Linked DNA regions of Mus musculus: all the other regions are linked to region 1. The links are chromatin contacts, called in public ChIA-PET and promoter capture Hi-C maps. All regions are on one chromosome and are shown on one strand. The core of a region is the stretch at or near the end of the contact, and the rest is flanking DNA. Distances in the headings are between cores, read along the strand shown.

The links. Promoter capture Hi-C pulls out the DNA fragments that hold promoters and counts their contacts. ChIA-PET counts read pairs in DNA pulled down with a chosen protein or histone mark.
Region 2: a contact with region 1 is called in a promoter capture Hi-C map of the HPC-7 cell line, with 5 times the contacts expected there. The contact joins the promoter of Pla2r1 here to the enhancer-like site in region 1. A contact is called at or near these places in 11 of 39 promoter capture datasets (the 3T3-L1 cell line, the HPC-7 cell line, cranial neural crest and 6 more) and 2 of 9 other capture datasets (adipose tissue and embryonic stem cells).
Region 3: an RNA polymerase II ChIA-PET map of memory CD8 T cells shows a contact between it and region 1, with 9 read pairs. The contact joins two enhancer-like sites. A contact is called at or near these places in 1 of 484 Hi-C or Micro-C datasets (forebrain), 2 of 115 datasets of contacts at active chromatin or transcription factors (bone marrow-derived macrophages and memory CD8 T cells) and 1 of 9 other capture datasets (embryonic stem cells).
Region 4: a promoter capture Hi-C map of the HPC-7 cell line shows a contact between it and region 1. The contact joins the promoter of Gcg here to the enhancer-like site in region 1. A contact is called at or near these places in 6 of 39 promoter capture datasets (the C10 cell line, the HPC-7 cell line, HPC-7-derived erythroid cells and 3 more).

What each region holds. Positions count from the first base shown.
Region 1 is chr2:61,512,298-61,515,530 of GRCm38.p6, forward strand. No RefSeq gene overlaps it. Among named protein-coding and RNA genes, the nearest start is that of Gm33841, 20 kb to the right of the region's middle. Within about 2 kb of position 1,889, at least 87 of the 459 cell types and tissues checked have an H3K27ac peak or open chromatin away from gene starts, as enhancers often do. A contact at or near this core is called in the HPC-7 cell line, bone marrow-derived macrophages and memory CD8 T cells, where this site is marked.
Region 2 is chr2:60,551,517-60,554,602 of GRCm38.p6, forward strand. Pla2r1 (phospholipase A2 receptor 1) reads right to left here and starts at 1,792. Exons shown (of 30, transcript NM_008867.2): 1 at 1,494-1,792. The coding sequence starts at 1,614. It overlaps Gm13583 (a long non-coding RNA gene), which reads left to right. Exons shown (of 3, transcript XR_374557.4): 3 at 1,272-1,500.
Region 3 is chr2:60,922,050-60,925,265 of GRCm38.p6, forward strand. It overlaps a transcript of Rbms1 not described here. Among named protein-coding and RNA genes, the nearest start is that of Rbms1, 42 kb to the left of the region's middle. Within about 2 kb of position 1,427, at least 90 of the 459 cell types and tissues checked have an H3K27ac peak or open chromatin away from gene starts, as enhancers often do. A contact at or near this core is called in bone marrow-derived macrophages and memory CD8 T cells, where this site is marked.
Region 4 is chr2:62,481,659-62,484,923 of GRCm38.p6, forward strand. It overlaps Gcg (glucagon), which reads right to left and starts at 1,995. Exons shown (of 6, transcript NM_008100.4): 1 at 1,908-1,995. RefSeq lists a promoter at 1,988-3,265.

The sequences.
Region 1 (3,233 bases), core at 639-3,138:
TTTCTAAGTCCTCCCAGGCATAGCAACTGAGCACGTCATAACAAGTAACAACAGGAATAAGCACAAACCCTCATATCAAGATATGCCTTCATTTTTATTTTATTGTCACGTGAGACAATATGAAGGATTTCGCAACTGTCATGTCACGTCAGTGCTAAAATTTCAGATTTTAGAGCATTTTTAAGTTTTAAGTTTTATATCAGGGGTGTTCAGCCTTTTCAAATGTGAGTAATATGAACTATTTAAAATCCAACCTCCACATCCCTGTGTAACTACTGTGAACATTATACCAGTTTGTGAGTATACCCCTGGACCACATATCAGAGTATGAAAGGAAGCAAGAAAACGGACAATACTTCTAAGGCATTTCACCATAACGAATCTGCTTGTTCATGCTAATTAAAAGGAAGGGTTTGACAAGTTCACATCTTTGTGTTTTCACTCATCTAGGTGTTTCCACTGTTTAAATTATCACCTGGATTCTAAGTAGTATGTGTCATTAGTATCCAGAGTGACTCAACCCACACACCTTTTTGTCATTTGAACAATTGACATTTTTTCTCTCTTTCTGAATTTAAATACATAGTGACATATGCACACGCACACACAGACACACACACGCGCACACATACACACACAAATGTTTTTGGCTTTTGTTTTGAGGATATCAAAGAGAATTTGCAGCCTACTTTTCTGAGGTTGAATTAATCAAGAAAATAAGTGTTTAAAGTTACTAAATGTCAGAGGCACTCGTGCTCAAATCTATTGTGTGTGATGCAAAAGATCCTTTACAGCCCCGGGCAGGAATCCCCCTTCCCAGCCAGAGCTGTACCTGTTGTAACAATGCTGAGATTCATTGCACAAAGGAGCAGGTGTTTTGTATGAATTCTGCGGGAGAGACTTAACAGTGATTTCACTAGATTCGCTCATCATCAGTGTTTCATGGTTAAAGAAATACAAGAAAGAAGAGATAGAGATGCCTCCATGGTTAAGGCCACATGCAGCCTCTGCAGAGGAAGGCAGCTTGGTTCCTACCACCCATACCCGGCAGTTCATAACTGCCTATAACTTCAGCTCCACAGGATCAAACTTCTCCAACCTCCTCAGGTACCTGCACCCACATGCACATCCACACACAAACAAGATGCACTTAAAAAAAAAACTCTTAAAAAAAAAAAGAAATGTGAAAAGTAGTTCTATTTAATACATACTATATTCTCAGGTGTTAATATAAGCGTTTTATATACGTTATGATATTTCGTCCTATAATAATGGACAAAGGCGGGTGAGATGGCACCACTCCATTCCAACTTCTATGAGATCAACTTTTTTATATGTCACACATGAGTAAGATGCCTAAAGATTTTTTTTTTATTTATATAAAGGATCCATAGAACAATATGTTTAAGCTGTAGGGAGCACTTCTGGGGCATCATGAGACTGTTTACAAGGAGAGAAAAAGCCATAAACAATGGAGAAAGGAGAGTTGTTAAACTTGATAGAAAACCAAAGAAGAGAAAGAGTCTTGGATTGATTGAATGCCAATGAGTCAAGGCATTATTAGAAGGTGACAAATGTTGAGGTTGGCTACCAGAAGAAAAATGCAAAACGGGAAGAAAAATTAAATGTTGGTTAACAGAATTTTTGGGAAGTCTCCTCTCTCTCTCTCTCTCTCTCTCTCTCTCTCTCTCTCTCTCTCGACCTCACTTTTCTCTGCCAACAAGGAAATGAGCTCGTTTGCTGGTTAACAAGGGTGTATGTTGTGAAGTCTACATTTTAAAGATGAGGGTAGAGGAAGTTTGAGCTATTCATTGTATAGAGAAAGACGCCAGAACAGCACTGAGGGCCTCTGCGAGCTGACTACGGTTCGGGACATGTGATGTGGCTGTGTGGTTTCCTCCAGCAGCACCCAAAATGCTGTGTGGGCAGGGAAGACAGACAGCTGGGTGGGGCTCTGAAAGGCCTCCACGTGTGGGAGGAAAGAGAAGTTAGAAATATTGATAAGACAGAGGGTGAAGTGGTAACCCATACGACTCCATCGGGAGGAAAGAGAGCAGGGATGTTTAAAGGCGAGGAAGGGAAGAAGGCCCGGGAATGTGGTTGGGACACAATGATAGCTGTGCAGTGCTGCAGGACAACTTAACTATCATAGGAGAGAGCTAAACAGTTCAGATTTTAACGTAAGCTTCATAAGATGGCAGGTAGACATAGATTATGACAACTTTAGGGTATCATGCCGGTAAAAGGGGTTATCTCTGGAAATGAGGAAGTAGACCAAGGAATCAGGCAAACGGATGGTACCTTACTTGGCTTCTGTAGTAAGATGCTCACTTAAACAATAGAAATGTGTTTTCTCATACATGCCAACAGGCTTGACTTGAGGCTAATGTCCTTGGCCTAGAGGAGATCATATTCTCCCTGCCTTCTCACGGTCTTTGCTCTGTGAGCGTGTGTGTGTGTCTGCTCTTATAATGAATCTAGACACATTCAATATTCAGTTCATAGGAAAACCACAATAACTTCACTTAACTTTAGTTAGCTTTAGAAGGTTCCACCTAAAACTAACCCCTGCCTGAATTGCTGAGACACACGCTTACCATAAGTTGGGACTTCAGCACATGGATTTGGGGATATACAATTCAGCCCACAGTTAGAAGGCATTTCAGATAAGAGTCACCAGAATGATGGTAGCATGCAGGGCAGAGATAAGGAAGCCCAATAAGGTTCCAGACTCTCCCTAAATGAAAGTAATTAACCAACTTTCTACTGGTTCATGAAAGCAGTGGTTCTTTTCATTCCACTGAAGATTCCAAACCATTTTCATCTCCCAGTGTTTGGAGGTTTTGTTTGTTTGTTTGTTTGTTTTGTTTTGTTTTTTTCATAGATCCACTGTGTTTTTGGCATAATGTTAATTTTTATCTTTTTACCAGCTTTGGCTTTAACACACCCTGTCCCTTCAGGTGTGATTTCTCATTGACTGTGCAGCAGCTGGTGAGGTGAAGGGCTCCTGGCCATGCCCTTTGTCTGAAATATTCATCTTAAATAACAGGACAAAAAGAGAGGACCCACCATTATCTTAAAGCTAGATTCTCTGACACACTGAACACAGAGGAGTTACAAAACAATTTACAACATACCCTGCTAGAAATTTCCCCTTTTCTACCCTTCTTTGTCATAATAAAAATGTCTGCCACTTATCAAATAAAACATTGAACTAGTAATTATGCTTTGTA
Region 2 (3,086 bases), core at 542-3,041, 960 kb before region 1:
TGCTAATAAAAACTCGATTTCAGGCTTGTCTACAATTCACTTGCAATTCTACTGGTGCAGGTGATGGGGTCAGGAAGAGAGACTGTGTGGTAGCTAGTGCAGAATGCCTATACTTTTAGTGCATCAACCACAGCGCCTGTGTTTGGAGAATCTCTGGGTCTGCAATGTTGAACTCCAGATTTGCAGGCTGTACCTGGGGAGTATGGCAGGGAGCTGGTTGTTTTCATATTCAAAGTGCCCTTGATTATGGAAAAGAAGGCCTCTTCAGCCACTATCTCAGGTCAGGATTTGGGTCTGCCAAATATAGAAAGGATTAGCTCCCAGTGGGTGCTGACCCTGACTGGGAGGATCTCGGATCAGGCTTCCTGTGGCTGAGTCCCAGCTAGTCTCACAAGCTGCTGCCCTTTCCTAACACTTAAGCCCAGGCAGGATCTCCACGCTAAGATACAAAGTGGCCAACTGCCTATCTATGCATATGCTTGCCCCTGTGTACTTAGAGTTTTACTTAACTGAAAAATACCTAAGAGCATTTCTGGCTGCTCCAGAATAGGAAGAGCTGGTGTGGTTTAGCCTTGGTGAGGATAAAGCCCCTAGAGTGCTCTGAAGTACAACTGAGGGAAAAAAAAAAAAAAAAAAACAACTTAAAAATGTGTGCATATGTTGAAGGAAAAATAAAAGAACAAAGAACTGGATTACATCTTGTTTTATGCCTCTTCGCCAAAGGTTTTCCTAGGACAGAACGCACAGGAGCTGCCAGGAGGCTCCTTCTGGTTTAAGGCCACCTGCTTGCCTTTGATCACGGCACAGTCACGCGTTCAGGGACACACCTTTTATGTCTCAGAGACTCGGGCCTGAGTTGCTCCTTGCGGACACTGATTCTTTTCCTTGGGCTTCCTTCTATGCTCACGTTGGGGCCTTACTGTATGTGGGCTGATGCTCAAACCGATGCTGCATTTATCAGTTTGTACGCGTGTCGGGGGCTGTGTAACTTATTTGTCAGTGGTTCATGAATATTATAGAGCCATTGTTCAGCCTAGAGAAACGGAGGACCAGAAGGTACAAATCCCATCGCTGTCCACCCCACTGAGCCCCGCCTCCCCAAGGGGCGTAGCAGACAGGCCTGTTTGGGGGTTATCTGTAGAATGTAGATCCAACTTCTCCCTTTGGAAGGTAATGAAAGAAGACATCTTTTTGTCAGCATTATCTGAAAGGTGACCCTCTTAATCAACCCGTGTAAAGTTTGCATTTTGAAACTATTTCTACTCTCCTAGGTCCCGCAAGCCTGGAAGGCAAGACCCTGCCCCTTACCTCGCCCTAATTTGGAGGACAAGAGGATGTGCGGAAGAGACTGTCCCATCTGCCCCGGGACAGTACACAAGCAACCACAATACAAACTAGGCCTTGCTCTTACTTGTCTTGCTCAACTCCTACCCGTTTTCCGCCCCGAGTCCCGGGTGCCAATCAGCCCCCAGTTCGGCGCTGCGGACACTCACCACGCCACTCGAGGGACGGTTCCTGGATGTGAGTCAAATCTTGGGCGATGCCCTGGTGAATCCCCAGCAGCAGCAGCTGTTGCAGCCAGAGCAGCTGCAGCATCGCTAACCATTGCACCATCAGGCACGCTAGGTGACACCCACGGGAATCAGAACCGTGTCCCCTGCTCTGGACTAGGCTGCAGGAGGCAAGAGAAGCTACCACTCTTCTTGAGGACCACGCCATCCCAGAGCCCTGGAGATGAACTCGCCTCCCTTGTCGCCACAGCGTGTACACTTGGGACTCTGGGCGTGGAGACGCAAATAGCGGAGTTTTCGCCGCCCCGCCCACACTGCTTTGGGGAGGGAGCAGGAAAAAGGGCCGGGCCCTGTGCAGCTTAAACACTCTGGCCTTTTGGGGTTAGGAGAAAGTAGGGCTAAAGCAGCACCGTGGCTCCCCTTCCCTGCTCCATGAGTGCTCAAACTTCTCTCTCGGATTTGCTGCAATTCCTGGTCACCCGTCCCCAGTGTGGGTGAGCGAGCTAATCCTCTCCAGGAGAAGAAACCTGCCCACTGGATTTGCAAGGGTTTGGCTGCCGGCAGAGGAGTCAAAAGAGCTGCCGGGTGAACTCAGGCCCGGGATGCCTCTGGAATGCAGAGCACAGGAGACACCTAGGGGCCCAACCTGGTCTTCAACATTGCTCCAGAGTAACCAGAAGTCACCTTCAGTATCCAGCTTTATCCTATTTTAAAATAACCCCAGGCTTCCGTTTTCTTAGATCATCTTCATCTAATCAAATATCCCACACTGTAGAGTTGAAGAACCCAGTCAGAAAGGTGTGTGACTGGATCTCGGTTACTCCTTAACTCAACAAAACTTACTCCCTAAATTAGTAGACAACAACAAATAAATACAAAACATCAGGCTGCCCAAACCGTGACCAGTCGCAGTCTTTCTAACTGCCCACCTTCCCCGCCAAATAACTAACATTTATTATACAGGAAGCATTCAATACATAAGAGAGCAAGCAGTCTGATACAAGGCCCTTGCCTAAGTAAGACCTTGGCATAGCGGGTAAAACAGAAGTGGGAAGACAGTAAAAGGGAACCTGGGGGAAAGGAGGACAGATGATGGGATCTTGGAGGACCTGTCTTACTTTGCCAATAACAAAACCGACAATTACAGTGCCAGACTCAGGAAATATGCCTCTGCCTACAAGGTATGCATAGCCAGGAGTGATGGTCGGAGGGAGATAGGGCCTTAGTCTTGCTGGAACCTAGACAGCTTGCTGGTGGAGGTTAAGTAAGCCTTGAGTTCTGTGAGCTAGCAAGATGTGTATACTTCAGTCACAGTGAGAGTCTTGAGAAGTCTTGGGATTGGAGGTATCAGGGGCATGGCTTAAGGAAAGATGTCTGGTTGTCCTCTGAGAAGGAAATTGAAGGACTAAGGCTGAAGAGGAAGACGAGAGAAGACTCAATGTGTACTTCTCGAGTCTATAGAATAGCAGTATACACAGAAGTCTTTCCTGACAATAGGCAGAAAACGCATGTTGTGAGCACCGCATACCACACAGTCTGCAGTCACCAACCCCGACTTTCTCTCTGTTGGCCTCG
Region 3 (3,216 bases), core at 177-2,676, 590 kb before region 1:
GCAAAGCTTCTGGTGTCCTAGGTAGGTAGAATTAAGATCTCAAAAGAAAATAAAAAGAGAATAAACCTTAAAAATCCTCTGGATCTTTCAAAAGCCCTTCTTCTCACCTTAACTACACTAAGAACATCTCTTGTACTCATTATTCACAATTTTTTTTTTACATTTTCCAAGTTTTTTCCACTAAGCAAATTACCATGGTAATTTCAAAAAGAAAATATTTAACAGCAGTGCTCCGTCATTTGTTCATCTGCAACTAGCTAAGTCTTCCAGGGTACCGCTTCTCTTCTGAGCATCTGTCACTGTCCACTCCCCTAACTGCCCTATCCCACAGGCTCTCTTAGAAAGGGCTTCACAGAGAGCTGGTCATGTCTCCTCAACTTGGATCCCCTCAGTAGCAGGATCAGAGCACAAAGAGCAAGCACGGCCTAGAGCATCACTCCCAGGATCCTTAGCGAAACTGTCCAGATGGCTCAGGACCAAAGCCTGTCTATTGTTCCAAAGTCATTTCCTGTCACTCTCTGTGCAAACCCTCACACCCACTCCAGCCACACGGAACTTCCCACAGTTTTCCAAACATACCATACACTCTGTCTTGGCTCATGTTCATTTTTATGTCAAGAGTAGTCGTCTAACCTCATTATGCAGCAAAATTTAATTATTCCCTCTCAACCCACTGAGCTTCGGCCTCATCTCTCACTCTGTTCACCTCTCCACAAAACAGACTCCAGAACCTTCTCCTGACAACACTCACCATGAAACCCTCCAGAAATGTTTATCTCGGCTTATGAGTCCTATCAAGACAGAATCTGTGTCTACATAACCTTTATTTGTTGTTACATCTAACTCATAAATCGTAATTGTCTGGGTTGTTGCTATTCCAATGGAGGTAATACTAGACTGGAAGCTGAGAGTCTTGGCTCAATCACAGCACTTGGAGGTAGAGGTAGTTCTGGGATACATAAGGACAACTTGCCTTAAAAAACAAACAAAACCTAGGCCAGGGTATCTAGAGTGGTTTCTTTGAGGAAGTTTCGTAAGAAGTAGATTGTTTAGGTTAGCTATCAAAAAGGTGCAAGGACAACGCGCTGTTCTTGTTGTTTATTCTTTTCTTGACTGTTATATATAAGGGTTTACACACACGAACGCAGTTATGAACTATGGTAAATGCTAGAGAGGAAAAGAACAGGAAATGAGGTAAGGGGGGCAGTGTTGAGGAAGCAACTGTAATAATGAGAAGTAATGAACACAGAGAAATTAGTCACAGCAAGAGAAGGAGAAAGTGCATTCAAGCGGGAGGAGAATATCCTGGAAGGTCCTGGTGGAGGGGGGAGGGAGTTGGCTTGCTCACTTGGGAAGGTATGCACATGCTCGAGTGTAGCATGCATGTGGAAGCCAGATGTTGATGTCATGTGTCACTATCCTATTTTCTGAGACAGGGACTCTCACTGAACTTGAAACTCACCAACTCACCTAAACTGGCTGGCAGGAAAACCTCAGGGGAGCCTTTTGTTGCTGGCTCCCTAGCATTCTAACACACCCAGCCTTTCATGTGGACTCTGAGGGGATTGAACTCAGGTCCTAGTGATAGTGTGGCATGTTATATATATACATATACATATACATATATCCATAATTGAAAGATTAATATTTAGGCAGACTGCCAGTGAAGTGGACAAAGCTCTCTGACTTTTCAATACATTTAGAATACTAGTTATTTGGACATCTGTCAGTCAAACACACTCACTGGTTAAAGTTAAACCACATCTATATCCTTGTTTCTCTGAAAAGCATAGCGCATGCAGCGCAGACCCAGGCTCCTAGAAGGCCACCTTGAACACGTCTTGGTATTTTAATCGCACCAACATCTCTAAAGCTTCCTGTCAAGATAAAGCCTGTCGTCTGATGTTGGCTGAAACTCACAATTTTCATTTTAACTTCAGTGAAAACTCAGCCTTTCCCACCTGAGCGGACGCTTTGTGAGCAGCAGGCACGACACAGCAAATGCTGCTATTTTTGTTTGTTTAGAAATGTCACAGGCCTTCTCTCTGTCAAGAACAAATCCACTCAACTTATAGTCATGTCACACACACAAAAAAAGAGAGATAAAAATGCAGTATCATAGCTAGGATGTTCTTGTGACATTTTCTGAAGCCAATAAACATGGTGCAGCCAGAAAAGGCAAGAAGAAAAAAAAAAAAAAGAAAGAAAAAGAAAGGGGGGGGGTGGGGTGGAGGGGGCAGGCAGGGGGCGGGGCATCCGTTCACACTTCAGTGTGTGGGACTCTGAATGCCAAGGAGTTACTCATGAGTTCTAGCTAGGACTAGGGAAGGAACTAAGCGCTGAGAGGACAGCACAGTATCCAATGAACAGCCCAGCAAGGACAGTAGAGAAAAACTCAGGGCCAGAGCATGCAATGCCATGCAAACTTCTTTTCCACTTGTCTTATAAGCAACAATTACAGGCTGTGTTAATAAACAAACAAACAAAAAACACCAAAAACAATGTTTGGAAAACATCAACAGAAGAAAAATGAAAAACCAAAGAAGAGAGTAAGGAACATACACCTTAGAGGAAAGTAAACAGAGGGGAAACTAAAAAAAAAAAAAAAAAACCAAAAACCAAAACAAAAAAAAGTGAGGGGGGAATACTAGTTACATCTTGAATAATACCACTGCCAAGATTAAAGCGAAAATACCTAACACATGCTGCTTTGGCCCTGTATTTAATGCCTTCCATGGTTCATCTGATTTAAACTTCTTACGAACTCTACAGTGGGGAATAAGGCTATTTCTGTTTCAATGATAAGGAAACTTGTGTTAAATGTAGGATCTGGAAGCCTGTGAACGTGAGGTCAGCTTCATCCATCCGCAGCCTGTGCAAATGAATTCCATATACACTTCTCTGTTCTTTTAATCTAGATAATGGGGACTTAAATTACGGCTGACATGAATGGCTATCTTAATCCTTTAAAGGAAAGGGTTCGTAAGTCATATTTTAGGTTTCCCATTTTTCCTGAACATGTTAGCTTCAGAAGAACTCACCACAGACTTAGCATAGTTGAAATGTGTCCGGTCAGGATGTGCTAAGATCAACAGGTCTGTCTTCTTCTTATCCTCCACTGAAGCAGAATGCTCTCTGAGTTTGTTGTTCCTGGCTTGTCTGCCTTGGTTGTTTACACTGCTGGCGCTCAGCTTTCCCTGGTTGCCATGAGGATCC
Region 4 (3,265 bases), core at 745-3,244, 970 kb after region 1:
ATGAGTATTTTTAGCAAATGACATTTGGTTTGGAATAAGGATTTTACAAATATTATCATTTTTAAAACATCAATCTTTTTTTTTAACATCTCAGCCATATTTACTATCTGTCTTTAGCAGTAAAATAGAGACTGTCATACCTGGAGTGGTAGATTCCTGAAGTAATAAGTACTTATTGATGAACTGGCCAATCAGACAAAACAGCATAATAGAAATTATGCTTTCATCTATCTTGATGATGAACAACACATGGCTACTTTGACATGTCTTTGATTGTACCTTTCAATGGTAATGTGTTATTATACTATTGAAGAGTTAAAGTTTCCTTTTAGGACCATAATGCTATTGGAAAGCCTCTTGCAAAAGACTGAACAATGCCAACTCAGTCCTAAATAAACCCTTCAACCCAAAGTCCCTGAAGGTTCTGAGATGGCCCTGGTCATGTTTTTAAAGGGTAGACTTTGAAAGGACAATACAGAGAGAACATATGTCTTCCAATGCAACCTCTTGGTATAACTCACTTCCCTTTAGCCACTTTTTGAAAGTTAAGAAACTTCTGAGAAATAAAATAATTAACCCATTGCTTTAATACTATTATTTAGAATTAAATATATTATGTTAGCATCAACATTGTATCCAGTAAGAAATTTACACTTACTTCTCTCCTCTTTTGGCTAGTGTAAAGAAAGAGAATGGTATTTCTGAAAAAAAGTAAAAAGAAAAATGCCACAACTTTCCTATCAAAATTAAAATTAGGATATAGGTACAGTATTACTCCCTGTTTGGAAAGTCTTAGAAAAAGAATCTTAGATTTAGGAAAGAAGAGATTATTTTATTTTCCTAAGATACATTGGTGTTGTAGGGTACATAAACACTTTCTGCTTCCTTATCTCCCTTAATAACGAGTCCTTAGATAAGTGGTTCTCAACCTTCCTAATGCTGTGACCCTTTAATACAGTCCCACATGTTGTGGTGACTCTAAGCATGAAGTTATTTTCAATGCCACTTCATAACTGTAATTTCACTACTGTTATGAATCATAATGTAAATATCTAATATACAATACCCGTGAAGGAGTTGTTTGACCCCCAGATTGAGAAGTAACGGCCCTGGGATGTCTTGAAACACACTATGCCTGATGGTTGACTCCGTTGCTGGCATTTGTGAATTGGGGTTTTTCCCTATGAACTTAAGAAGGCACTTCAGAATATCTGATTGGTCTTTCTAAAGAGATGCAGAGAATCTCATTCCAGATGGAGCTACTTTAGACTGTATTTACAACTATTATATGGTAAATAACTGTTATTTTATAACCCATATGAAGACATTCCCAGTTATTGATGACGCTTGTTTTCTGCTTTATAGATGTCAGCTTTAATTTACAAAGGGCCTTGATACCTCGAAACATTTATTAGAAATCTGGATAGTTGAGAGATGAGACTGAATATTTTCTTTTAGAAAACAAAAGCTTTTAAAAAAAGCTTTTAATTCATAAAGAAAAACTGCTATTATAGTCTTGGTAATGGACACATTTTCTTGTGAAATTAAAAAGCCCCTTCTGTTCAAAGTAGTACGCGCATCTTTCAAGTCAAAGCAAAAATATTTATTTTTCAGAGTATTTACTTAGTTGAACATACTGTTCACATTGTAACAAATGCACTGGTCTGAATCTTTGTTTTTCTTTCTATTTTATAAATGCATTATATTATTTCTCTAAGTAGTTTGCAAATTCATCACGATAAAGTAGGTATAAATCTAATCAATAACGCTTTGATCTAAACTGTGCCCTTCATCGTCCTATCAATAAGGTAAAAGACGTAAAAACAACATTTTAATTCATAGTACTTAAACATAGTTCACTGCCCAATGTCCTCCAGACAGTCCCCGCCGCACAGTGTGCCTCTTACCTTGTGAGCCTGAGCTGCGAACAGGTGTAGACAGAGGGAGTCCCCTTGGGAACTTTGAGTGTGTCCTGGGCCCAAGCTCTGCCCTTCTGCACCAGGGTGCTGTGCTTTTATATGCTCTCCAGGCTGTTTAGCCTTGCAGATATTACGCTGACAATATAAATTTCTCATCTGTAAATAATGGGGTTTTGTTCAAATGATTTCACTCGCCCACTCACTTTGCTCATCTGCTTTTTACGCTGATACCGGGTTGAGACCGCAGAGGCCCGGAAACATTTTATTTACTCTTGTGCCTTTCTGTTTGGGAATGGAAAGGGCAGTTTGGAGATCCACCCTTCGGTCTCAGTCAGGCACGAAAAACTGCTAAAGTTCTCTCAAGTGAATTTTGACGTCAAATGAGCCTAGTCTCATTTGAGGGTCTTATCCCTTGATTTGGTATTTGGCTATATCCTGAGTTCCTGAATAAGTGATAGATCATTCATCTAGGCAAACAAATCACTCACCCAGTACACACATATCAATAACCCACTCATCCACATTGTATGGAATAAATTTGTATTCTCTTTGTGGGGAGATTTTAAATGTCAATTAAAATGTAATGTGCACCATGTTAATGAGACACAGAAGGCAAAATGAGAATACACAAACTCACTGATGCTGATAGCAAAGGGTCTATTATTTCTGTTTTCATCTTAAAATGAAATAAAAATGACTTAAATTTAATTTTACTGAGAAGGGGTGGGGCATTAGAATACAAAGAGAGATACAGGAGGCAAACTATTGAGATGAGATGCATGCTGTTTCTTTCTATAGCTTCCAGCGTGTATATAGGTCCTTACTAATTATAGCATATAGCAGATACAATTCTAGCCATTCCAACAGAAGGAAATATAAGATGGGAAATAACCAGGATGTATGAACAGACAGCATGAAACTCCAGTGATCATAAGTATGTTTCCTTCCCTGCTATCATCTGTAAGCTAGGGGACTTTGGCCAAGCCACACATTCTCCGGGATTCTAATGCTGATTTGTGAGGAGAGCAGTGGTTAAGCATTTGTTTAATATATGACAAGACCACAGCGTTTCCCACCTAAATCTGGATGTCCAAATGTATCAACTACCTGGTATAACTGATAACTTCCATGGAAATAGACCATTGAAACAACTGGAGGAGTACTCTGACTGAACTTAATTCTTCATTCTGTGCATTAAACTCACTGGTGGGTGTGGAGCTACACTAAGAAATAGGTACCATTTTCCACGTCAGTAGAGAGAACTTACTGAGGGGTTTTGTGCTAGTTGTCATTGATGATATGAAGCCCTGGTCCCTAGAGTTAGGTCCAAGGACCAGCATACATGA